Regions from separate parts of the Ovis aries genome. Here region 1 is linked to region 2. The links are chromatin contacts, called in public Hi-C maps. All regions are on one chromosome and are shown on one strand. Each heading gives the region's core, a stretch centred on a gene start, on an enhancer-like site or on the middle of the called end of the contact. The rest is flanking DNA. Distances are from core to core; before and after follow the strand shown. Region 1 holds the start of PER1 (period circadian regulator 1). Region 2 holds the start of KDM6B (lysine demethylase 6B).

Region 1 (5,319 bases), core at 1,181-3,680, 270 kb before region 2:
CTTGGGGAGGATGGGGCAGGGCATCATCCCCCCCAAATCCTGCCTGAAATCTCTGGCCCCACCCCTGCTGGGGGGTGGATTGAAAACCCTCCCTCATATGGGGGGTGTTACCCCATCACTGCCCAGCTCCTCTGACTGCCCCCCTGAATTTAGGGCGGGGGTACTAGTCACTGCCAATATGCGTATGGGACTTGCTGGAAGATGGGGATTCTTGCCCCTCTCCAGGGCGGTCAAGCCCAGAGAGAGCTGTCTCCCCCTTGGGTGAAGTGATAAAGAAATGGTCTAATGTCTTTAAATGGCACAATTTTAGGGGTCTGAGGGTGAATTCCCTTAACCTGCCACTGGAGGGGACCCCCAAACTCTTTCTTCTCCCCACACTTGAGGTTTTTGTGTGGAGGGGGAGCAGGGAGATCTAAGCTGTGGTGTGAAAGGGTAGGGAGAGATGCTGGGGGTGGGGGTGCTGTGTTCTAGACCCCCCATATTATCCCAGTATCCCCTGCCCCCCTTCCCTCACCCCATGCCCCCAATTCTGTGGCGCATCCAGATTGTGAAAATGTACAATAAATGTGTAATGAGTAACCAGGTGGTGTTCTAAGATCTTTTCTTAACCAGTGGGAAGGATATTGGATCTGCAGGTATAACCGGAACGTTGAGAGGATACATCTGGAAGAGACAGTTTTGCCAAGGGGCCTGACCTTGGGCAGGCCAGGGCAAAGGCAAAGTATGATTCTCAAAGTGGCCACGAGGGGGCACAAGGAGTTGGTAATGGAAAATGTTCATGATCCCAGTGTCAGCATGGTGAACCCTGACACTGGAAACCTGGAAGCATGACTTCCCAGCTTTCCCTGCTCTCCCTTCCCTGAGGGCATACCCCACTGTTTACTGGATCCCTTTCTACTCCTTGATGAACTCTCCGATGCTTTCAGTTTCTCCCGTGGTCATTTATTCCTAGGCCTGAAGTAGATGGGCAACCGTGAAATTTCTCTCCCTCATTCTGACTAGCACAGTGCCAGCATTCAGGAGGAGTTCATAAGTACTTACTGAACAAAACCTCTCAGGGAGAGCCAGCCAAGTGTGGTGTGGAGCTGACTAGATGGCCTGCCACCCCTGCTCTGTTGTGGCTAGATGGCCTGCTACTCCTGTGCTCTGTTGAGGGACTGGTGACCCTAGACACTATACTGAACTCTTTTAATTTCCACCTCTGTAACACTCATGATGTGGCACCATAGCGTCCCTGCCCGCAGGCACTTTAATAGTACGTGGAGAGTGCTGAAGGGCCCACTTTTCTGGGCTGCAGCATGAGGATTGAACAGCACAGGAAACTTAGTGTTTCCCAGATTTCTGGGCTCCTGAGAACTACCAGGAATACTTTTTAAAATGGATTTTCAGGCTCCTTCCGCAGACGTTGATTCAGCAGTTGTAAAGGAGCCAGGTGATTCTTCCAATTAGGTATACAGTCATCATAATGTTCACTTGTCAAGGGCTTAACTATTTTTGAGATAGTGCTCAGGGCCTATTCGCGCTTCATCTACTGAGTGATTTACAGGTTTAGGATTACCGCAGGCCTTAGGACCCACTTTCTTTATCAGGGACCTGATAGGAGGGTACCAAATCTTGACCCCATTAGAAACTAGCGTGTTAATCCGGACCGATTATGTAACCTCTTTGTGTCATTTATGAAGCAGTAGGAAGTTAAGTCAGCTGCCTTCTCTCGAGTTTGTAAGCAGTGCACCTCCTGGCCTACAAAAAATAACCTGGAAGGTGGCTATCGTTGTCATCATTATGACAGGGTACTGAGACCCGAAGACTTCACCCAAACGCTCCCACCTTTCAACTTCAAGGAGCTTCAGAAACCCAAGTCCGAAGTCCCAGCGCGGGGGCGCTCTTGTCACGCGCCTGACGGCTCACAAAGTGCCCCTACCAAAGCCACCACCGGTCACATCTGCGCATGAGCGGACTCGACAGGGTTTGGGAAGAGTGTCGTCAAGGAAAATCCCCAGCTTCTAGGTAAACAAGTTGCCGCGTGAGATCGCCCGCACGTGTCCTCTACAGCTCCGAGACACCTCAGCCTATGAGAAAATTTGAAGGGCTGGACCGGCGTTTGCGTCACCGATCCTAGTCAGGTCGTGGGGGAGGCAATGCTGCCACAGCCAATAAGGACTTTGGAGGTGGGTGGAGGCGTGGCTTTCGATCAGACTTCCAATTAACGTGCTAGGGCGGCCCCTCCCGCACGTGGATCTGTCACTGCTTGTTGGTAAACTGACCAATGAGAAGATGACGGAGGCGGGCGGCGCCAATAGTGGCAGCGCGGAGCCTGGGTGGCCGCACGCGGCGCGGGGCATGGGTCGGCGCTCTTAGGCCAATAAGCTTGAGGGGAGTGGCGTCCTGGTCGGCGGGCGGACCTGGAGAAGCGAAGTACCCTTGATCCTAGTTGGGAAGAAATTGGATGGCGTGCGCGCCGAACGGTGAGTGCTCCGGCGTGGGGGGTGAGGAGCGGCCGTCGGTATGGATTTTTCCACAGTGATGTGTTCTGTAAGGAGGGGTGTTAGTGCAGTGCAGTGAAACGTGAGTACTAAATAACTTCAGTAGGGTCCGACTCTGCGACCCCCTGGACTGCAGCCCGCCAGGCTCCTCTGTCCGTGAGATTCTCCGGGGATCTTCCAAATGGCGTGATCACCGCGGTGTGAGCTCTGATGGTTGTGGGGGAATAGGGACTGCGAATTCAACTCTAGAGAGAGGGGAGCGGGAGTCCCTTACATCAGATCCCTCAACGCCCTAAGGTCCCTGGACTCCTGATTGCCTCGGGGAGGGTCTTGGAAGTTAGCGAACTGAGGGAGCTGAGAACCCTGCTCCCAGGGAGTTAGGGGACAGGACCCCTGAGAGCCGGTGGGGGGCGTTCCAGGGCATGACTGCTGTTTGGGTAGGTACCTTAAACACTTGAAATAGGCAGGGGTTCTGAGGCTGGAGAGAGGCCCTGGTAGGGCAGGTGGGAGGGTACCAAAGGGTTGCTGCAGATGGGGTGATGTGTGTGACCCTGAGCTAATCAAATCTCGGCTCTAGGTGTCTTTCTTATGTGTAAAAGGGAGGGGTTGGGATTCAGAGCCATTCTTGGGAGTAAACGTGAGGTAGCAACTGTCAGATCCTGAGAGGGAGACTGGGCTTGTGCAGATTGGCTGTACATAATGTCTTCCTACGGAGAAGGCAATGGCACCCCACTCCAGTACTCTTGCCTGGAAAATCCCATGGACGGGGGAGCCTGGTAGGCTGCAGTCCATGGGGTCAAGAACAGTCAGACATGATTGAGCGACTTCACTTTTACTTTTCACTTTCATGCACTGGAGAAGGAAACAGCAACCCACTCCAGTGTTCTTGCCTGGAGAATCCCAGGGACGGGGGAGCCTGGTGGGCTGCTGTCTATAGGGTCACACAGAGTCGGACACGACTGAAGTGACTTAGCAGCAGCAGCAGCAATGTCTTCCTGAGTTCTTGGAGTGAGGAGGCACCCACAGGGTGTATCTGTCTGTACAAGCAGCCAGGCTTGTGGTTAAGTGACCTGCTGTAAGGTGGAAGACTGAGGAAGTTGGATTCTTAGGAAACCAGGGGAGCCGGTGGGTGCTAGGGGGTTCTCAAAGACTTTGTGAGCATGTGAAAACTGGGACTGTGATGATTTGAAGTGTGTGGAGAGTGCCAACTGAATGTCCTAAGGGAGAAGAGAGAGTGGATGGAGTCTGTGTTTCAGGCACCAAACTTAGAATTGCCTGGGTATTTGAGAGGCCCAGGTTCCCAGAACTGGTAACACCTCAACAGGTTCCTGAAGGTTAAGAGGCCAGAATTACAAACCATTATCAGAGCTCAGATTTAAATCCTGGGCCCCATTTATTAAGAGCCTGAGAACATATTATGAAGCAATTTAGGCAGGGTTAGTAATTTCTGAGGCTTAGTTGGTCCTTGTGGAATGGGGATAGTGATGCCCATCTCACAAGATTGTTCTGAAGATTAAAGAAGATAACGTATGGAAAGTGCTCAGTGCAATGCCTTGGTCGTGTCTTTTTTTTTTTTAGGTTAAAAAAAATGGCTATGGAGTGACAAAATAACAGTGATAGTGTAAGATTTATGTGAATGCTGTGGTTGGGAACTAGTCTCACATTCTTAAGGTGTTTGGTTTTTGTTTTGGAAGTTGTGGTGACGTCCTCCCCATTTCCCTCTTCCTGGTTCTTCTGGTCTTGAGATGCCAGGCTTGCTCATTTCTCCCTTTTATTCCTCTCCCAAGATCCAGGCTCCAGCCTGGGCTACTTGCTCTTTTCCAGTTCGATTTCCTCATCCTAGACCCACTCTCCTCCCTATCCCTCCTCCCTCTTTCTGCTGCCATAGTAACAAGAGATTCAGGCTATAAAGGGGGCCTCAGGGAAGAGCAAAGGTCTCTTGCAGAACCTGGGCCTCCAACTTCCCCGCCCTGGCTTTGGGACCGGGCCAGCAGATGTGTACAGTCTGGGAGAGGGGGAAAGCCAATGCCAGGAGCTGTAGGAGCAAGCCAAGGGGAGGGCGGATGCGAGCCTCGAGCGGAGAGCCAAGCATGGGGGCGAGGGAGGGGGGACCCCTTCCTCCTAATCCTCTCTCCAGGAATCCCTGGCTTGGGGACAGGACGGCTGTCGTTGGGCTGGGGGAGGCGCCCAGGCGGGTGCATGTCCTGGGATACTTGCCAAAAGTACACGATGTTCCCAAGTGCACTGGCCGCCGCCCTCTCGGGCTGGCCGCCTCCCAAACCACTGCCTCTCCAGCCTCCCTGCCCCACATTCCCCGGCTGCCTCGCCCCGCCCCCTTCCTCCGCCTTGACGTCACCGCCGCCTCCCGCCCCCTCTCCTCCATTGACGGCAGCGGGGCCTGGTTACTGTGGGGACGGTGAGGCAGGATTCTGGTTAGGGCCTTGAGAGCAGGTGGGGGCTGCTGGAGCGCGACCTTTTTGTCTACGAAAAAGAAAAACATGGAGGTGGACAGCAAGGACCGCCTGTGTCGGGGCAGATCACACTAGAGCCCTGAGGAGTGCCGGAGAAGAGGAAAAGCGGTTTCCAGAGAGGAGGTGTCTGAAAAGGAGACAAGGGTCTGGACCACAGTATATGAGTTGGGGGGCCATTATCAAGGAGAGAATACTGAGAATCCAGGTTCCGGAATCCTCTATTTCCAGTGACTTCTTGCTTTGTTTTTTTTCTGGGTTATTCTGTAACCTTCCTGCCTCTAGCTTTTCCACAGACCCTTGCTCTGCCACCCCCACCCCTCATGGGGAACACCACTGTTAAGGAGAGCTTAGGCCACGTGACAGTG
Region 2 (5,277 bases), core at 996-3,495:
GTCCCAACACTCCTGCCCCTCCCCGCGCTGTTCCAGGGCGGAGTCTGTGGAGTTGAAATCAGGACACGGCGAGAGGAAGAGTTATATAACTGAGAGAAGCCGAGAAGGACAAGTGAGGACCGGGAGAGACAGCCCGAAAGGAGCCGAGGGAGGTGCAAAGAGCACCAGGGCGAGTGGTGAAGAAACGTTAAGGATGGGAAAGATCTCGGTGCACACCAAGGGGAGGAATTCACGCGAAGACGGGTTGTGATGGTGCGGGAAGAATCACCTGGGGCGTCCGGGGCTTCCCCGCAGAGCCCTTCCCTGCTGCCAACAGCAGCCGGGCCCGAGCGCGTGAAGCCTCGGGAAGGGGCGCTGATACCCGTTCGGTTCCTCTTGGGGAGGCAACTTTAGCCAGAGCCCGGGACGGCAGCGGCGAAGCATATGGGGCCGGAAACCACAGCTCCGCCCAGCCCACCTGGGAGAGTGGGGCGCCAGCTGGGGTGGGGAACAGGTAGCTGGCTCCTCCCACGCCAGGCTGGGCATTAACTGCTCGAGACCCCTAGGAAGAAGGCTAGCGGACCCAGACGTCTGGGTCCCCAGAGGCTGAGAAGCGCAGCCCGGTACTCTTTTGCGAATCGAGTCTCTAGAAAGGAGAAACGGGGGCGCGCGGTGAGCGCTGACTGGCCGCGCAAGCGCAGGGTGGGGTACTCGGGCGCGTGCGGCGGAGGGAGGGGGGTGGGCGCGAGCGTGTGGGAGTGCACGTGCGGGCCCCGGGCAGCTCCCCCCTCCCCGCCTCCACCCCTCCCCTCCCCTGTCTCTCTTCCTTTCGCTCTAAGATGCCTCCTCCACATTGGCTGCCAAGGTCCTGATGTCAGGGGCAGCCGCTGGAGCCGATTGGGCGGACGCGCGAGTTCGGGAATCTGGCCCCGGAGTCTAGCTCTCCAGTTACTCTGGCAACAGGGCAAGCAACCCCCAAGAGGGAAGGGGAGCGGAGCTCATCACTGCTCCTGGGTCCCGCCTCCCTCCGGACTCACGCCGAGTCCGTTTCTGTGGCAGCGCAGCTCGCTGCTCCCCGGCTTCCTCCTAGGGCTCTCTGTGTCTCGAGAACCTGGCGACCTGCCCTCGACCTTCGCCGCGGTCTCCCAGCCCCCCACCCTGCCAACTCCCATCCTAAGTCAGCCACAAGCCGCAGCCGACAGGAAGCGAATTTCCGTTGCTTAGTAACCTGCCCGCGTGCCCCCTCCCCACTATTTATCGCAGATAGGGGAGGCGGAGAATGAGCCCTGAGCCCCTCTCCCGCCCCTGCCCTTCGCCCTCCCGCCCTCAGTTTCCTGTGAGGGGGCCGAGATGACAGGAAGTCAAACAAGCACTTCAGCCCACCTTTCCCTCTGGCCGAGCAGGGAGCTTCGGCTGTTTTCAAGGCCACATCCCCCACCCCAGAACCCGGAGTCGCGCTGTGCGCGTCTCGCTCTCGCCATCTCGCGGCTACGTCGCGAAGGTTCAGTGGAGAAGGGCCCGAGCTGGGTGAGCTCGTAACCCGAGGTGGCAGAATGGGGGCAGGACCGGGGATGGGGGACTAGCGCGGTGAGGCTGAGTGCAGCGGGGTGAGGTGCCGCGGAAGGGATGGGGCGAAAGCTACCGCTGCGAGGCCGTCGGGGCTGCCGGTGTGAGAGTCACAGCTGAGGCTACACACCTCATCCGTGGGAAGAACCAAAGGGAGGCTTAACGCGGCCCCAGGACCTGAGACACATCCCTTTCTGACCACACCCGCCCTCAAGAGTCCAACTGCAAACCCTGACCTTTAGTCCTGCCCTTCAGAGAGGGACCGCAGCGCTGCGCCCCCGCCCTAGTGTCGGGAAGGGGAATCCCAGCCCAATAGGGACAGGGAGTCCTTTCAGGGCCCCCTCAACATCCGGAACCCAAGACATCTGCCGCCCAGTTCTTCCCTCACGCCGCCCTAACCTCTTCTAGAGGATCCAGACGTCCTGCACCCAGTCTTCTTCCCAGTGCCTCTCCAGAGACCCGAACGTCCATCCTCATCTCTACCCATCCTGCGCCTCAGGCGTCCCGCCCCCCCTGCGCCGAGACGGTTTCCCTCTTTCCAGACACCCTCGCGGCTCCCCGTTACCTGGTTCTGGGGTGTCCCAGGTGTTCAGGTTCCCCAAGGTCGCCCAGGGGGTCGAGCGGCCCCCCCTTCTCCCAGGTCGGGGCTGGGGGGGCCGCTCCGCCCCGTGGCGCAGTTGGATTTTCCAACACAAACACCGCCCCCCCCCCCCCCGCGCCCCAGCCCCGCCCCTTCTCATGGTCCCGCCCCTTCTCGCGCCGGGAGTCCCTTTCCCGGGCTCCGCCCCGCTTTCTGCCGGCCCCGCTCGCCTCTGCACACGTGCCGAATATGATGCCGAATGCGGGGTGCAGGGTTCAAGATGCAAGGTAGGGGTCCAGCACGGACCCCTGCCTGACAAACCCCTATTCCATTCGGATCACGCGCCCTTCCAAAGTAAGCCCCGCCCCACCCGCTCGAGTCCTGCCCAGAGATTTAGCCACACCTTCTTTAGGCCCCACTGCCCTGCCCATTCGCCGAGGCCACGCCTCCTCTCCCTCTCCAGACCTCCCACTTCCCTTGCTGCTTTCCCTATCCGGCAGCAGCCCACAGGAGCGCTCATCCTTTGTAGGCCTTGGGCTTCCTCCCGACTACCCCCCCACCCCCCAAACCCCAGCCATCCCATTGAGAGACTTGGGGCTTGTGGTCGGGGGTGTTTTACTGAGCTGAGCTCCGAGAAAATTCTTAACGATCAACACGACTAGGTATTACCAGGGCCTCATCACGTGACAAATTCAACCGAGGTAAAGGCCTGAGTGAAGCCTAGTCTCTGTCCGAGGTACATTATCAGCCTTGGCTCCTGAAGTCCTCGACCCTCACCAACCCCCCCCACCCCCACCCCAAACGAAAAGAAGAGGAGGCCCTCTCAGTTATCCAGGCTCATGAGTAGAGCAGTGCCCCTCTTGATCCAGTGATCAGAGGTCATGGTCCCAGAGCGGAGGTCGATGCCAATAACGAAGGATGCGCGGTCTGAGCTGCCTGCCCGGTTGGGATAGTAATAGCAGGGACAGGAGTACATGCCTGCAGGAAAGGAGAGGAGAATGAGTCAGACCCTGGGGCCACTGGGAAAGCAAGGCAGGAGCAGGTGGGAGGGGAGGGGTGGAGCAGAGGCTGGGTTAGGATGCAAACTAGGGAGGGGGCAAACTGTCCCACCCTTGGCACTCTTCTTGCGGCTCTCAGTAGGCCGGAAGTGGATGGTGGGCATGAGGCAGACAAGCTGCATGGGCTCTGCCTCCACCAAGCAGGAGTTCTTCCGGTCCCAGCCAGCACCCTCCAGGTATAGACCCCGAACCCAGACACCGTCCTGGAGAGACATGGGGACAGGTTGGGGGTAAATACAGACCCTCAGTTGCCAATGCCCCCACCCCTGTCCTGCCACCTCTTTCCTCCCCTCCCTCTCAACCAGTCGTTTCCCACCTTTGCTGCCAGCCCCTCCTCCTCCACCAGACTCCCCTCTGCTCAGAGCCCTAAGAACATGTGGCACCCACCTTGGGTGGATACACTAGGTTGCTGTCGTCCACAGTGGAAACAATAAACTCCCAAGAGAGGCTGTCCACTGAAATCTGGAGATTGAAGGTGAGAATAAGGGAGGATCCTCCCACACATACAGAGGAGAGCAAATACATATCATCAGTATCCATTCCCATCACACTGTCCATGTGGCTCACATTGTTTTGGCGAGCTGACGACTGCAGCACGGCAGTGAGGAAGCCAGTGGGAAAGGTGAAGCCAGACAGCCAGAAGATCACAGGAGGCCGTGCCCGGCTGGCCCACATCTCAAACTGCTCCACACGCATGGCCAAGTCTCGGGTCCATGAAGCCAATGGCTTCTGTGAGGGGTAGGCCTGGAGCAGGAGATAGTGTGTGTTTATTCATTCACTTATTCATGCATTCAAATTCTTACTGTGAACACTTGAAGCAGATAGAAGAATATATGGTGTCAGCCCCTGTTCCCCAAACCATAGTTCGGCAAAGCTCTCCAAAAGCCAGTTTCCAGGAAAGAAGCATAAAATGACAACTGTTAACAATAGCACCAGCAATGCTAACCAATTACCATTAATGAAGCGCCTTTTAAGGTGCACAGTACCAGGAATCCTTGAAACATCCTTGGAGAAACTTAGAAACTTGCCCTGGCTAAGTTGCTATGTTAATAACTTTGCAAAGTCAGTCAGTGAAGGGCAGAGTCAGATTTCAACCTTGAACCTGTCTGACTCCAAAGCCCAGGCTCACTGCTTTCTGCTATAGGCTTCCCTAGGACCAGGAGGCTGCGGGTCCCGGAGTAAAAGGAGAGTTCATTGTTGGAGAAGGATCAACAGATAATCTTACCTTTCCCCAGAGCGGAGGGACATGGGCATCAAAAATGCAATTGAAAATCTCTTCCAGGCTGGTAGACATGACGATGAGGCCCTGGATGCCTTTTTCTAGGTCTGTCAGTGAGAAGCTGGATGGGGAAAGGTGGAGGGTTATGGATGGGATGGGCCTGGGAGAGCCATCCTAGGCAGGCCGTGAAGGCCTTTCCTCTTGCCCCCTCCCTGCGTTCCACAGAGCCCCGCCTCCCCCCATCTCACAGGATGGTCTCCATCAGCTTGTTGTATCTCTGAATCTCCTGCAAAAGGACCACATTGAGTGGGGAGGGGTCCATAGCCAGTAGTTTTCGGGTCCCCTCATAGTCGATCATTTCCGGGATCTTCTGTTTCACATCGGCAGCCAACTCAAGGACCTGCCGAGGCAGGAGCGTTGAGTGTAGACCTCTCTTCCGCCTTGCTTTCCCTCCCCCAGGTGACTGTCTGTCCTTACCTTCTCCTCCCGACTCTGGCCTCCAGCCCTGGTGGGTGTAATCTGGGGTTGCAGGGAAAGCAGAGTCTCAAAGAGAGTGCGTGCCTCTGTGATCTGGGAGGCCACGTCGGCATTGGGGTGCTGGCCAAAAGCCTCTGGGGGGTCCATGCCGGGCAACATGCTAATGTACTCTTTGTACGAGGCCAGGCTCCCATCCTTGGGGATAAAATAGGTCTCCAACACTGACAACCTGGGGAGTCAGTGCAGAATTATCACTGTACTGTGGGGACTTGGGGCTCCCATGCCAGGCCAAGGCCCTATCCATCCAACTCTCTGCTCTTACTTTGCCCCCCAAGTCAATCTCCCATTCACTCCTCAAACACTGCCCCTACCCCCAATCCTGCCACCTGGCACCCCAT

The links. Hi-C and Micro-C count contacts between places; a contact is called where the count stands out from the background.
Region 1: a Hi-C map of liver shows a contact between it and region 2, with 4 times the contacts expected there. The contact joins the promoter of PER1 here to the promoter of KDM6B in region 2. A contact is called at or near these places in 3 of 16 Hi-C or Micro-C datasets (blood and liver).

Annotation. Positions count from the first base shown.
Region 1 is chr11:27,607,920-27,613,238 of ARS-UI_Ramb_v3.0, reverse strand. PER1 (period circadian regulator 1) reads left to right here and starts at 2,430. Exons shown (of 22, transcript XM_060394819.1): 1 at 2,430-2,465. VAMP2 (vesicle associated membrane protein 2) reads left to right here. Exons shown (of 5, transcript XM_027974934.2): 5 at 1-579.
Region 2 is chr11:27,335,806-27,341,082 of ARS-UI_Ramb_v3.0, reverse strand. KDM6B (lysine demethylase 6B) reads right to left here and starts at 2,245. Exons shown (of 24, transcript XM_042256653.2): 1 at 2,111-2,245. DNAH2 (dynein axonemal heavy chain 2) reads right to left here. Exons shown (of 88, transcript XM_060395415.1): 82 at 4,880-5,108; 83 at 4,651-4,802; 84 at 4,409-4,523; 85 at 3,751-3,927; 86 at 3,571-3,645; 87 at 3,236-3,386; 88 at 2,724-3,103. The coding sequence ends at 2,949.